3 separate regions of the Mus musculus genome follow, and all the other regions are linked to region 3. The links are chromatin contacts, called in public targeted proximity ligation maps. All regions are on one chromosome and are shown on one strand. The core of a region is the stretch at or near the end of the contact, and the rest is flanking DNA. Distances in the headings are between cores, read along the strand shown. Region 1 has its middle 9.9 kb from the start of Gm41818. Region 2 overlaps Gm38486 (a long non-coding RNA gene). Region 3 holds the start of Zfand5 (zinc finger, AN1-type domain 5).

Region 1 (4,548 bases), core at 1,322-3,821, 440 kb before region 3:
TGCCCTTTATTCCTATGCCGCATTGCCTTCTGGGAGAGTATCTATATCCCTTACCCTTCCATGCCAGTGACATACAGTGATATAGCTGGAAACTGAGCATGGATATATCAGTAAGGAGGAGTCGCGTGGAGAGATGGCTCGGCGATTGATTAAGAGTACTGGCTGCTCTTTCAGAGGACCCAGTCCAGTTCCCAGAACCCACGTGGCAGTTCACCAAAAACTGTGACTCCAGTTCTAGTGGATCTTCTGGCCTCTGTGGTCACCAGAGGCATGTGCAATACACATACAGACCTAGGGACGAAATACTCATACACATAAACATTAAATATTTCTCTTTTCAAAAAGGAACGTATCAATCAAACATCAATCAGCCACTCCCCCAGAAATCATAAAAATCAAAACAAGCCCTTCTCTAACGAGCTTTCTCCATCGTTTTCTCTTTACATTTTTCTCCAGTCTGAACACGTTTTACTTTTAGTATCTTCCTGCTGCCACACTCCATTTAACGACAGGAATCTGCAGACTATGCTATGTCCCATGGGTATGTTCAGTTGTTTTCTGTTTTGTTCACAAAAGACTAGAATCTAGGACAGCCTTTAGTCCCTTCTGACATGCGTTAGCCTGAACCCGATAAGACCACAGCAAACAGTGTGACTGGAATTCCATGTGATGTCCTGGCATCTTCGTCAGATGCTATCAGTTGTCTGAAGTTTTAAAACGCTGAGGTTTGTGCATGGCTAATTGTGTTTCAATGAGAAATATGACGTCATGAGTAACGGCTATGGTAGCGGAAAGAGACTGTCCTTGCATGCCCTCTTACTTTACTTGCAGACAGAGTTGAAGCTTGGCGCTACAGGAGAATTTATTCCCTTGGCACCATGCCTAGTACATGCTGCTAGGGTGGGGAACAAATGCGGTCAGCTAACCTAAATCAACAAAACCTGAGTAGCCCACCTCCCCCGATGGCAGTGGAGAAGGTCAGATTCTGTTTATTTTCAAAATGAATCAACAACTCACTTATTTCCTGACACCAGAGATTTTTACATTTTATCATAAAATGGTGTTAAGTCCACTGTTCGATAAAAAGACCACCACTGCTGCTGCCGCCGCCACATTTTAAAGCCAATTAAATATTGGTCAGGTTGATGGACTCTCTCCCCAGGAAATGGCTGACTTATGCCTCGCATAAACTTTTAAAAGGCAATCCCAGAAGGCCATAGTACTTCTGACCAGGGCAAATCAAGGGCAAGTCTACATCCTGATGTATTTCTGGCACACTTACCACATGTGATCAAATACGTCCAGTGCAGTTGGGTCAAACAAACTTGTTTAGGGGAGTGGAAACAAGAGGCTTGTAATCTCCCATAAACAATAGCCTCCACCATTTTGGAGCATTAGGGCAAGGGGCTTACAGGTTAGAAGCATTTTTTGTTTCCTGGCTCTCTTAGGCAGTCATCAAAACAAAACGTTGGCTCTCACAATAGTAAGCATTCGTGGTTTCCTGGTATGCTGGTAGATTTTCTGTTTCCGTTTTGAAAGCTTGACACAAATTATCTCCAACAGACTACCCCGTAGGCAAGCTTGGGGCATTTTCTTGATTAATGCTTGATTTGGGAGGGCAGTGGCACCCGGGGACAGGTGGTTTTACATTGTATAAGAAAGGAAGCTGAGAAAAGGGGGGCAGAGCAAATCAGGCTTTTGTTTCAGTTCCCTGCCTCCAGATTTCTGCCCAGGATACCTCAAAGATGGACTGGACTGAAGTGTGTAACTTCTACTATCCTGCTTTAAGCTCAACGTGGACCACACTACCAATGCCCCCGTTCCCTTGGATCTGCTTATGAAAGACACACACACAGCTTGCTTTTAAATATGCTTTTTAGCTCAATGGTCAGGCACTTCTAAGCCTCCCAAGGCTAATGTGCCCTTACCTTCACTCCCAGCTCAACACCTCTAAATCTCCCCTCAATTTAGTTGCCTGGTTACCTTCTCCTTGCTCAGCTCCCCTTGCTCTGTCCTCTGCTTAGCTGTGTTTCTAGTCTCTTGCCTGCTACCCCAGGGACAGCTGGGAAAGCAGCCAATGGCTGGAGACTCTCCCTCCTTCTCTCTTCTGTCTCTTCTAGCCTACCTTCAGGAACCAGGAAGTCCCACCTATTCTGCCCAACCATTGGCTGCTAGCATCTTTATTGATCGATCAACAACCAATTGGAGAACAGAACCTTCAGCGTTCACACAGATTCCCAATCAAAGCATTAGAACCATGTTGTAAGCAGAAAATAAACCCTCTCCTCTTCAAGTTGTTTGCAGCCACAGTATTTATTGCAGCAACAGAAGGCAATCTGGCACAGTGGTTACTGCTTGCTTTATTTTCTCAGGTTAGGATGATATAACAGCTTCATAAAGTATCCATTCTTGGCAGAGCATGAGAAATTCTGAAAGGAGAGAAGAGAGGGAAAAGGAAGGGAGAAATGAGAAGTGAAACAAGAGGCCAAAGATAAAGCCCCTCCCACCCCACCACCACCACCACGTGTGGAAGGAAGAAAATGCAGATACAAAGAACCACACAGAGACAAATCCCAAACTGAGTGGCTACTGTTGGGTTTCAAACCCAGAACAAGCAACTGAAGAGTATATTTAACATATCAAAGCAGACCTTGCCTCCAGTTTCTCCCAGCAACCCTCAGTCCCTACCTGTTACAGGGCCTGGCTGGCATACCCTACTGTCTTATGCTGAAGTTTCCAACCCAAGGGCTGGGTTTCCTCTCACAGGAGTGGCTCTTCACTATATACTCTAGACATCCTGATACACTCTCTTCTCCCTCTGGGAGCCGCTTTCTCTCTTTCTCCTCCCTCTCCCCTCTCTCCCTTTCCACAACAACTTCACTGACCCCCCTCCTGTGTGATCAGCGAACTAGACCAGGAGCTGCTCCCACACACAATAAACCTGCCTTTATACTTTAATTTGTCTTTAATGGTCTCATTTGGTCAGCAGAGATAACTTTTCAGATACAAATTCTCTCTTTAAATAGAAAAATCATGTAATGCTATCCCCTTCTTTGTTTGTTTGAGTTTCTCCCAGTAGCCCTGGCTGTCCTGGAACTTGTTTTGTAAATCCCTCAGCCACTCAATGCCAGTGGCTTAGCTACATCATCACCCGTTGTGGACCCTTGTTTTCCTATGGTCTTAGGTGACCCCTGTTAGAGGCTTGTTCAACCTTCCAAAGGGATCTTGACCCACAGGTTGAGAACCACTGCCCTACAGGTTTATCAACAGCCCAATCTTATAGAGGCATTTTCTCATTTGAGGTTCCCTCCTCTCAGATGACATTACCTTGTCTCAAGTGGACTTAAAAACTAGCCATGACAACCCCTCGGGTTAGTGATTCCATAATGTCTGTCACTTTTGGACTTGTATCATCTTTTCTTCTAGGTGTGGGAAGAATGCCAGAAGCCATTCCCTTTTTTTACAAGCTGAGTTTTATTGGATGCTGTACTATATGTGAAGTGTTGAAATTTTGGTTTTCTCCTTAAAAATTCCTTCCTGCCTGCCATTCAACAGGGTCTCTCTATATAGCCAGGCTGGCCTCACATGATCATCCTCCTTCAGTATCTTGTTTTATTGTGGGTAACAAGCATGAAACACCTGCAGGCAAATATTTGCAAAGATTACCTTAATTTTTTTAAGGCTTTAAAAACATTGCTAAAATTTTGTTTTCTTTTGTTTTATTTTGCTGGGGACTGAGCCAGGGACTTCCACAGGATCAGCAAGAGCTCTGTCACTGGCCTATATTGCCAACCCCTTGGATCAGTTTACATTTTTTTAAATATTAAAACTAGTGTTTCTTTTATAGTACCTATTACTAAGATATGAGCTTTCTTAAAGATCTCTAGTAGCCCTGCATGTCCAGAGATGTCCCTGAGGTCTGGATGCATGGGATTCAAATGCCCCCAAGCCATGTGAGAACCTGGAAATCTTCACTCTTTCCTAGAAGTGGGGATTTCATACTGGATATGCAGAGTAGTACTCAGCTAAGAAATCAAGGAAGTCCTTTGAAAATATCTTTCAAATGCAGCTTGCTCCCTTCCATTATTCTCTTCTGAAAATTTTAGCCACTTCAGTATCATGAAATTAGTATCTAGGTCTTCCTAGATGAGGAAGTTAACATATTCCATTTAGATTTTCTTCCCCTATGTCCATATCTAAAAATTTCCCCTTAGAAGGGTTGCTCCTGTGCGCGCCCTGACTCTCCAGCAAGAATGATACTGCAACAGGATCCTTCTGCACATGTTTATTGGGAGAGCTTGATTGCAGAGGCGAAGAGACCCGAAGCCCAGAACTGGTGCTGCTTATATAGGCCTAGGAGAGGCGTGTCTCACACCCGGATTGGTTATGCATGAGTTATGCTTACCACCTCATTTGCATGTCTCACATCTGATTGGTTAACTTCTCTCTCATCTGATTGGTTAACTTGTCTCTCTTCTGATTGGTTAATATGTCTCTCATCTGATTGGTTAATTCTCAAAACCTCATCTTGGCAAAAAACTTTACTGC
Region 2 (4,587 bases), core at 1,220-3,719, 310 kb before region 3:
AATCCGACCCTTGCCTTGTCCATCGCGGCCCCAGGTTGGTTTCCAGCGAGAGCTCCTTTCCATCCATGCCTTTGTCTCACAAGGTTGGGATCACAACTGTATACCTGCAGTAAATTTATATAGAAAATGCCTGACACATAGCAGCTGCTCTGGTCAAGAAGTTTATAAATATTATTTTTGCAGCTGTTTTCAATCCTTTACGTTTACTTGAAATTTGCTTTTAAATTGACTAATAAAAAAAAGCAAAATAAATATGGGATATTTTGTGTCCTATATGATGTTTTAATAAATTGTATGTTTTATATAATGTATAGATCAGGTTCAATATCTCAAAGATTTACAGTTTCTTTATGATAAAAACATTCAACACCTGTTCTAGCTTTTTGCAATACAGTGAATTATCATTATCCATAGGTACCCTCGTTAGCCCATCTTCCTCCTCCTGTGTAGCTGAGAGTTAGTACCCACTGATCCACCTTTTCTTGTGCCTCTTACTCCTGCTCTTCCCAGCATCTGGAGACCCTGGCTTCTGTAAGATCAATTTTAAAAATACATATTTACTTTTGGTATGTGCATGTCTTGGGTAATATTTCTTTTGCTGTGGTGAAACACTATGACCAAAGCAACTTGGGGGATTTTTTGGCTTACACTTCTATAGCACTGTTCATCAAGACAGGAACTCAAGCAGGGCAGGAACCTGGAAGAGGGGCTGATGAAGAGGCCCATGGAGGGGCGCTGCTTGCTGTCTTGCTTCCTATGGCTTGCTCAGCCTGCCTTCTTATTGAACAGAGGGCCACCGGTCCAGGAGTGGCCCCGTTCACAATGAGCTGAGCCTGCCCTGTCAAGCATTAATTAAGCAAATGTTCTTCCCACTTGCCTACAGCCCAATCTTATGGGTTGACATTTTCTTGATTGAGCAACTGTTCCATCCTCTCAGATGGCTCTAGATTGTGTCAGCTCGACATAAAACTATCCAGCAGAACACATGTCTCCATGAATGCCACAGAGCACAAATGCAGGTCAGAGGTCAACTCAAAGAAGTCAGCCCTTGCCTTCCCTTCTATAGGCTCAAGGAATCAGACTCAGGTCTTCCGGCTTGGTGACAAGTGCTTTTACCCACCGAGCCAAGAAACCCCTTTTATTTCCACAAAGGAAGTATTCTCTAGTCATTTTTGGCTTAAACATTTTATTTCAGTTTAGCCTAAGAGGTTTGTGAGCTTGCAGAGCAGGTCAACCAAGATTCTTGGATAAAAGCAAAGAAAGGAAGTTTGACACAAAATCTCTTTCCACTAAAGAAGGACGCAGACTCCGCCAATGAAATTGCTTAAGAGTTAGGCTTGCTTTGGGTTATTTTTAATACTTGTGAGATGTAGACCCTTCAACAATACCACTTGCAAATTGGGTGCAGCAGCAAGCTTTGGAAAGTATATTTCTGGCAGTAATAACCTTACAATTTGTTTTGGTTTATTTGTTAAGCTCGGACTAATTGCTATCACATGCATATCCACAGAATGCTGAGGAAATCAATTGATGGAGGGGTTTATTTTTGAAATAACAGTTAACTAAAAATGGAAAGTGAGTTTCAAAGCGCTGTCCTTTACAACGATCTCTTATTTAAGATGCACATTTGCCTGTTATACAGTTGAGCATGATCTTATCCAATCTACATTTTATTTTTATTCGACTAATCCTAAGCCCATTTGTAGAGTATGTTTTTGTTAATCTGTGGTTTTTAAGTTTATTTTACAACTATCAAGAAAGATCATGGTGACCTGGGTACAGTGATCTCAATGGTACAGGAAATGAATCAGCCCTGTGGAAATGGCCAGGGCCACTCAAGGTTAGACACTCTGAAGGACAGCCCTGATGTCCCTCAGCCCAGGATGTTACACTGTTTTGTTTTTTACTAAGTCAGGAAATATAAATCAGAATGGTTTATTTTCATTTTAATTTTTGATATGTATACAAGTATTTCTGCATGTATGTTTGTGTACCACATGCATGTCTGGTGCCCAAGAGACCAGAAGAGAACATTGGATCCCTTGGGACTTGAGTCAGACCTCAGTTGTGAGCCACCATGTGGATGCTGGGAACTGAACCCAGGTCCCCGGAAGAGCAGCTAGTGCTCTTAAACGATGAGCCATTTCTCCAGCCCCCATGAAATGATTTTCAAACTGTAATTTACATTTAATATGTCTTTCTGGTCATGTACTCTGAACCAATGGGTCTAATTGTTCCCCTGGAGGAAAAAATTTAGTGTTCTAAATTTTTTCATGCTCAGAAAGTCTGAAAACAGCGAGAATGGTGAATTCATTTTATTTTACCCAAGAGCATATTGGTTACACTGCATGGAAGTGTAAGAGTGGTTACACAGTTAAAAATAAGATTCACCCACTTCTCACCTTCCAACACGGTGGCTGCCAGCTGCCACAAGACAGCTGCAGGGCAAGCAGCTGCCAGTGGATGGGCAGAGACAACTTACTGGAACCGGCAAGTGTTTCCTGTAAATGACTTGGGGAAGGGTTTGAAACTCACTTCTTGGCCATGGACAAGGACTTTTGAGGTCCTGTCAAGTAGCTGATTTATTTATATGTGGGAAGACCTCAGTAAGGACTGCTGGGCATGCTTGATGCCACATTTCTGTGAAGGCCTCACAAATCAGTGAAGAGACCCTACATCAAAAGAAAATTTCTACAGCAAGGAAGCCTTTGTTTGAGGTAGCCAATCATGAAAGGTCTGCTTTATAGCCTATAGTGACATAACTCTGTACCACTGTAGTGACCCCTGGGGACAAGAGGGAGATAAATATAAAACAAAATGGAAACCAAACCAAACCAAAAAAAAAAAAAAAAAAAAAACCCAAATCCATAAAATGGTCTACACCATGTTTGGACAGACATCGGACCATCCAGCCTTTCTGTTTTTATCCAGTCATGACGTCTCCTCTTGTTCTGTGAGCTTCTTCCCAAGTATAGTTTGCCCATTCACTGGACACCCCACAGCCCACGAAGTCAACTATGTGTCTCTCTCTCTAAGCTCCAGAGAGGACTGAGCAGATGGAATTGAACTGAGTCTCTTTGCTCTCCCTCGTTCAACATTGTATCAAGGAGGCATAAAGTCTTGGGGGAGTTTCAGCTTAGGGGCACTGACCACTCAGCATCTCCATTGATATCACAGAGCTGATGAGCCACATGCTCAACTCACACAGTTAGTAGTCTGACGAAAGGTGTCTTAGATGTCTAGTGAGTGTGCATGTGGTAGTTGTAATTAATTAAATACAAATTCAATTAACAGTATGTTACTGACTTTGCAATATCCCTTAGTTATATAGTTTTCTTGATCTATACTTAAGGTGTCCAATTCAGCTATTGACAGCTATAGCTGTTTTCCTTTTCAAAAGAAATTTGGGAGCCTGGAAATTATGAGGATAAAAATATCACCCGTCGTTATTTTGTAAATTCTGTGAACTGCTATAAAAGCCTTTTCCATAATGGGGGTGACAATTCTGTCTATACTTTAAATTTGAAGTACAATTTACACAACATAAACTTACCTAATTTTGAAAAGTATATAATTTAGTGATTTGGTAAATTTGTATAATGTTATATAATAATCACCACAATCCAGCTTTAGACCATCACCCCATCAGGTTCCTATATGTCTACTTATACTCCAGTTTCCTAACTGAATCCCCAAGGAACTAATCACTTTTCTGGGTCTATAAATTCTTTGTATCTTTTTTTCCTATAAATTGTGTCCTACAACGGGGGAAACAAAGTAATGCTCCCCACCTGTACATTGCTCTTTTGAGAAAACAGTTGATACATGTGATTGGAATATGCTGTGGTGGGTCTTGCTGACAGCTTTCTTTAGTGTCCCCTTAGCAGCTGACTCCTGAGAACAACTGCCACTCGGACTGGGAGGGGGAGGGATTCAGAGATCCTGCCCCCACCCCATAGAAAGTGTTCGTTATATAATGCTAATCACTAGGTGTTTCACAGATGTGCAGATTGCACCAAACAGACATGCAAGCACGCCAAAAGGAGCTAGGATGGGAAATCCTAGCAGGATGCGAGGATGCAGGATGCGAGGACCCGGCATGGCTGTCAAATTCCTGATCGCTTCATGGTTGGATAAGTAACAGATGACACCCAAAAGGGTGAAAGAGAAAATCCTCCAACAGCCTGTACTGTGAATGTTAAAAGGAAGGTTAGAGGAGTTTGATAAAGGTACCCACTGTGAATGGAAAAAGATGTTCCCAGATGCCAGAACATTCCAGTGTCAGGGGTGGGGCTCCTCCCTGTCAGGACTAGGAAGGTCCTTTAAGTCCCTCAAACAATACAGCTTATTGATGCTGTTGTTTACTGTCCACCAGAACTAGGGGTAACAGTCGTGAGAGCAGCGTGGTTGCAAGGCCTACATGGGTTCACTTTGGACCCTGGTTTGGACTTGTTCCCTTACATCGCTGCTGCAATGGTCCCGATTTTATTTTGTTCCATACTCAAGTGGCCATAAGGCTTTGTTTGTGTCAATCAAAACCTAAGGGTTTTTTTTTTTTTTTATCGAGCTTGTATAGAAATACAATTT
Region 3 (4,297 bases), core at 502-3,001:
AGTTACTATAACTATAGGGTTTTTGTTAGTTTAGATATACTGTATTGTCCTTACATTGGGGCTGGGGCGGGGGTGGTGCAAAACAAGTTGTTAAAAACTTTGTCATCCATAAACCCTTTCCCGCATAGCTAGAATGCTCTGTTTTGTTTAAATTCACGCTTTTTCTTTCTTAGCTCATAGCTTAAAACAAACCTCACTGGACTAAAAATGATTTTCCAACTCAAAATCTGAAATGAATGAAGTTTTCTTTTAAAGTATGGAATAGCTGTTTCAGGTGCATACCATGGTTCAAAATGGCAATGGTTCAAAATGGCAAGATCACTCCCTAACCTCGAGGTCAGACCCGAACTCTAAACTCTAATGTGCTACTAAGCCTGACCTTGTGCAAGTCCTTAGTCTCCAGATTTCAGACACCTCTGCCAAACAGTCAAATAGTTTTTTTTTTCTAAGAGCTTCTTTCCATACTTAATACCGGTTCCAGCCACAAAACAATTTAGAACAACTAAAAGAAATCCCTTATTTTGGGGCGAGACACTTCAAAAACAAACTTGAAATGTAAAAGTGAAATATTTTCAGCAGTTGAATAATGAAATCTCACCTAAAAAAATCAAAATAAGATAAAATTAATTACTATCTTACTATTCCCTTGATTACTAAATACCGATTTTAAGAAAGGAGGCTCTGACCTATATATTATTTTCTTCTAATTATCTCAGGTAATATTCTTAGGCAGCTCCAATCGACAGTTAGCTTATAATACCTTCCCTCAGAATACAACTACACGGAGTGCACGGAAAGCAAGCAAAATGTCAACTTCACAAATGTTCACGTAGGAAAGAAACAAAGGGAGAGGCGCTCGACTTGCTTCCATGCAAAGGATTTTGAGGGAGAAGCTTAACCGCATTGGAAAAAACTAAAAACCCTCCGGGAGAAGAGCCGTCAGTCCCGGTTCCAGCGATTTCGACCGAGTTCGGGACCCAGAGGCCCCCCACCCCCCTCGCAGCGCAGGCCGCGCTCCGGGAAGCCCGGTAGGGCCTGCTCCAAAAACCACTGAGTCATGCACTCGACGGTCCCTCGCCGGAACAACTCGGCTGTGCAGGGAGCCAGGCGCGGCAGTAGCCGCCTCTGCCATTGTCTATCCTGTCGGTCGGTCGGCCGGCCGGCACCCGGCGCCGCGGCACGCCGGGCATTGTCCCGTCCAGCCCGCTGGCCCGGCCGGGCCCGTCTTTGTGCTCGCCGATCGGGCGTGCTCCCGCCCCCGCGCCGTCCCGGCTCGCGCCACTTACCCTGCGGGGGCCCGGATGCACTAGCGAGCTGGCGCGCGACGCCGGGCGGTGGGCCGGGCTGAGGCCTCCGGGAAGGGCTGGCTAGCGGCCGCCGCGGGCCGGAGCGGAGCGGAGCGCAGGCGGAGCTGCGCTGGCGCCGCGGAGGCCTCCTTTGTTCGTGCAGAAGCGCCGAGGCGGCCGAGCCCCGCCGCAGCTCGGGTGGGAGGGCGGCGGGGGAGGAGAAGAACCGCAGGCCGCGGGGCTAGCGCCGCTCCAGGCGCCCGGCCGCCGGCACCTCACGCCTCCACAGCGACGTCCCGGCCGAGTGAGGAGGCGCGCGGAGAGGCCTGAGCGCCGACGGGGCCCGAGGACTGCGCTCTTCGGGCTTCCGCGTTCGCCAGAGACTCTGCGCGACTCCGGGCAGCGAGCGGACGCCTGACCAGATGCACACCGCTCAGCGATCCCGACGACTGACGCTCTGGCTCTGACCGGCGCTCGGGATCTGAGGGAAAGGGCGGCGGGGGCGGGGCCTGTGCGTCAGCGAAAACCCGGTCGGCACGCCCGCGGCGCGATGACGTCGCGGGACGAGGCCCCGCCCCTGACCTGCAGGCACTAGCCGGGGGCGGGGCCGCACTTGGGGGCGGGGCGAGTCCGGAGGCTGCGGTCACCGTCGCCCAGTCACCCTCCGGCCCGCGGGGCCCTGGGTGGAGCTGCTGCGGCGGGTCCACGGAGGCAGCGCTTCTATTTTTAACCCTATTGTCCGCCCTCAGCCACCCACACCAGCCCAGTTTCTCACGCTTCGTCCCCAGCTCCGCCGGGGTCCCCTCCCCGCGGGACGGGAAGGCACGGCCCGGAGGAGGCTGGCAGGGTTCCGGGTGTCGCCGCAGCTCCGCCTGCCACCGCCCAAGGTCGCGGTGCGCTGCCAGCTCTGAGCTAGGACCGCCCACCAGCCCCAGCCCCGCGCCGCCGTTCTGAACTGTTAAGCCAGCCTATAGAAACCCCTGGAAATTTACTATTCCAGTGAAGCACGGAGAACCCTGACAAGCCTGATGAGATGGAGCAAGAGGGACAAACAAGCCGGACCCCAGGCAAGGGCAAGGTGCTGGGTACCTGCCCAGAGCACGAACAGAAGAAGCTTTCTGCTGGTCTCTCCGTGGGTTCTGGTCACAAAATGTCTCTGCCGAAATCCATAAGGGCTACTACCTTAGCTACAAATATGCACTTAGGGTCCTTCACTTCGGGTATTTAAGAACCGTAGGCCTTGAAGGGCTACCTTAACGGCATTTATGCACTTAGGGTCCTTCATTTCGGGTATTTAAAAACCCTAGGCCTATCTCTAAGGTACCCTAGGGTTGGCCTTGACTGGGACACACGAACCTCATTTCTAGATTTTGTATTTGTGATATTGTGGAAGTAGTGTGGGGGAGGGGTGCTGCCCTGATGCTCCAAATCTAACTGCTCCCTGCACAGCAAGTGGACTAACCGGTACATAATACATTTTAAAAACCTATTTCGGGGTTATATTGCTATGGTCAAGTAATGTATTTCAGACTTAGTTTGGGTCATTTGTCCTAGGATCTTTGGGATTTATTTCTGTAAACTAGTAAATAATAAAACTAACTGCTACCATTTACCAGCCATTTCAGTGTCATCTATTTTTCATTTAGGGTCTCCTTATTTATCACAGCAGTTTACTGAGAAAAATGCCCTCCCTGTCCATTTGTCAGGGTAAGGCAGTCATGATGAAGGATGCTCTTGCCTGAAGCGCTAGAGACTAATGGAAACCGTAATTATGAGGATAAAAATAACTTCAGAGATTTTTTTTAAATAGAGCATACCTTATTGTCTGTCTCTTTTTATTCTTCCATTTTAAAAAGAAGAGCTTTATAATTTATCTTGTCCAATTTAAACAACAAAGTCATTTTAAAATCAAGCTGTTGATGCTAACAAAACTTATCAATAGTGTAAGTTAAAATTGACAAGTAATACAAATCCGAGTAATTTAAAATCAGTATATTGTCTACATGTATTAATGCATTTATGGTGACCACATGGTAATATTGACACATAAACAAACAGATAAAATTGTATGCAGTGTGACAAGAGTTTTAAGAAAGAAAGAGAAGCCTCAGCTCCAGCCGTCTCTACTAGGAGCTGTTCTGATAAGCTTATTAAAGAGAGAGTTTGGTTTGTTTTGAGATGGTCTCTTTGTGTGGCCCAGACTGACCTGGAACTTGCCTTTTAGACCAAGCTGGCCTTGAACTCACAGAGACCTGCCTACGTCTAGTTAGTAAAGGCACAAGCAGAGTCTGTTAAGGAATGGAACATCACAGACAGAGATTGAGAGATCAAGAGATTAAAGAGGACCAATAACCCCATGTCAATATTTTGGGAGGAAACGAGAAAACAAAACAAACAAACAAAAAACCCACATGCTCTAAGTCTAATGGTGACACATACACGCACCTTTAATCCCAGCACTAAGGAGGCAGAGGCAAATGGATCTCTGAGTTCAAGGCCAGCCTGGTCTACAGGGCAAGTTCCAGGACAGCCAAAGCTGCCTAGAAACCCTGTCTCAAAAAAGAAGGCAGCAGGTCGGGCAGTGGTAGCAGAGTTAGTTCCAGGACAGCCAGGGCTACACAGAAACCTTGTCTTGAAAAACCAAACTAGGAAGAAAAAAAAAAAAAATGGCTGTAGTGGTTGGTATACAGTTTTAATCTAAGCACTCAGGAGGCAGAGACAGGTAAATCTCCAGGGGTACAGCAGCCAGATGGGGAGTTCCAAACCATCCAGTTTCAGTTTACAGCTTCCTGTGTTTTCATTAAAAATGTAACTATTTTAGAAGGGTGTGGTAGCACACACACACACACACACACACACACCTTTAATTCCAGCTTCCAGTTTCAGGTCTGCCAGGGTGACATAGTGAGTTCCTGTTTTAAAAAGAATTCAAATCAGGATAATTAACTTATGTCATTGTCCCCTAAGATAGAGGGGGGACTTTATGGAAGAGGGCGGGCAAGGAAAGAATG

Evidence for each region.
Region 1: a targeted proximity ligation map of the 230-238 cell line shows a contact between it and region 3, with 19 read pairs. A contact is called at or near these places in 3 of 39 promoter capture datasets (the C10 cell line and pre-B cells), 3 of 484 Hi-C or Micro-C datasets (CD4 T cells, CD8 T cells and forebrain) and 8 of 130 datasets of targeted methods (the 230-238 cell line, the SCID.adh cell line, effector CD8 T cells and 5 more).
Region 2: a contact with region 3 is called in a targeted proximity ligation map of the 230-238 cell line, with 16 read pairs. A contact is called at or near these places in 1 of 39 promoter capture datasets (pre-B cells), 5 of 484 Hi-C or Micro-C datasets (B cells, adipose-derived mesenchymal stem cells, centrocytes and 2 more) and 5 of 130 datasets of targeted methods (the 230-238 cell line, the NIH/3T3 cell line, cardiomyocytes and 2 more).

The regions. Positions count from the first base shown.
Region 1 is chr19:21,711,399-21,715,946 of GRCm38.p6, reverse strand. No RefSeq gene overlaps it. Among named protein-coding and RNA genes, the nearest start is that of Gm41818, 9.9 kb to the left of the region's middle.
Region 2 is chr19:21,583,978-21,588,564 of GRCm38.p6, reverse strand. It overlaps Gm38486 (a long non-coding RNA gene), which reads left to right. Exons shown (of 3, transcript XR_003952926.1): 2 at 1-4,587. Among named protein-coding and RNA genes, the nearest start is that of Gm38486, 9.9 kb to the left of the region's middle.
Region 3 is chr19:21,269,732-21,274,028 of GRCm38.p6, reverse strand. Zfand5 (zinc finger, AN1-type domain 5) reads right to left here and starts at 1,751. Exons shown (of 6, transcript NM_009551.5): 1 at 1,287-1,751. LOC115489044 (atherin-like) reads right to left here and starts at 2,571. Exons shown (of 2, transcript XM_030251153.1): 1 at 2,539-2,571; 2 at 1,287-2,254. The coding sequence starts at 2,571. The coding sequence ends at 1,562.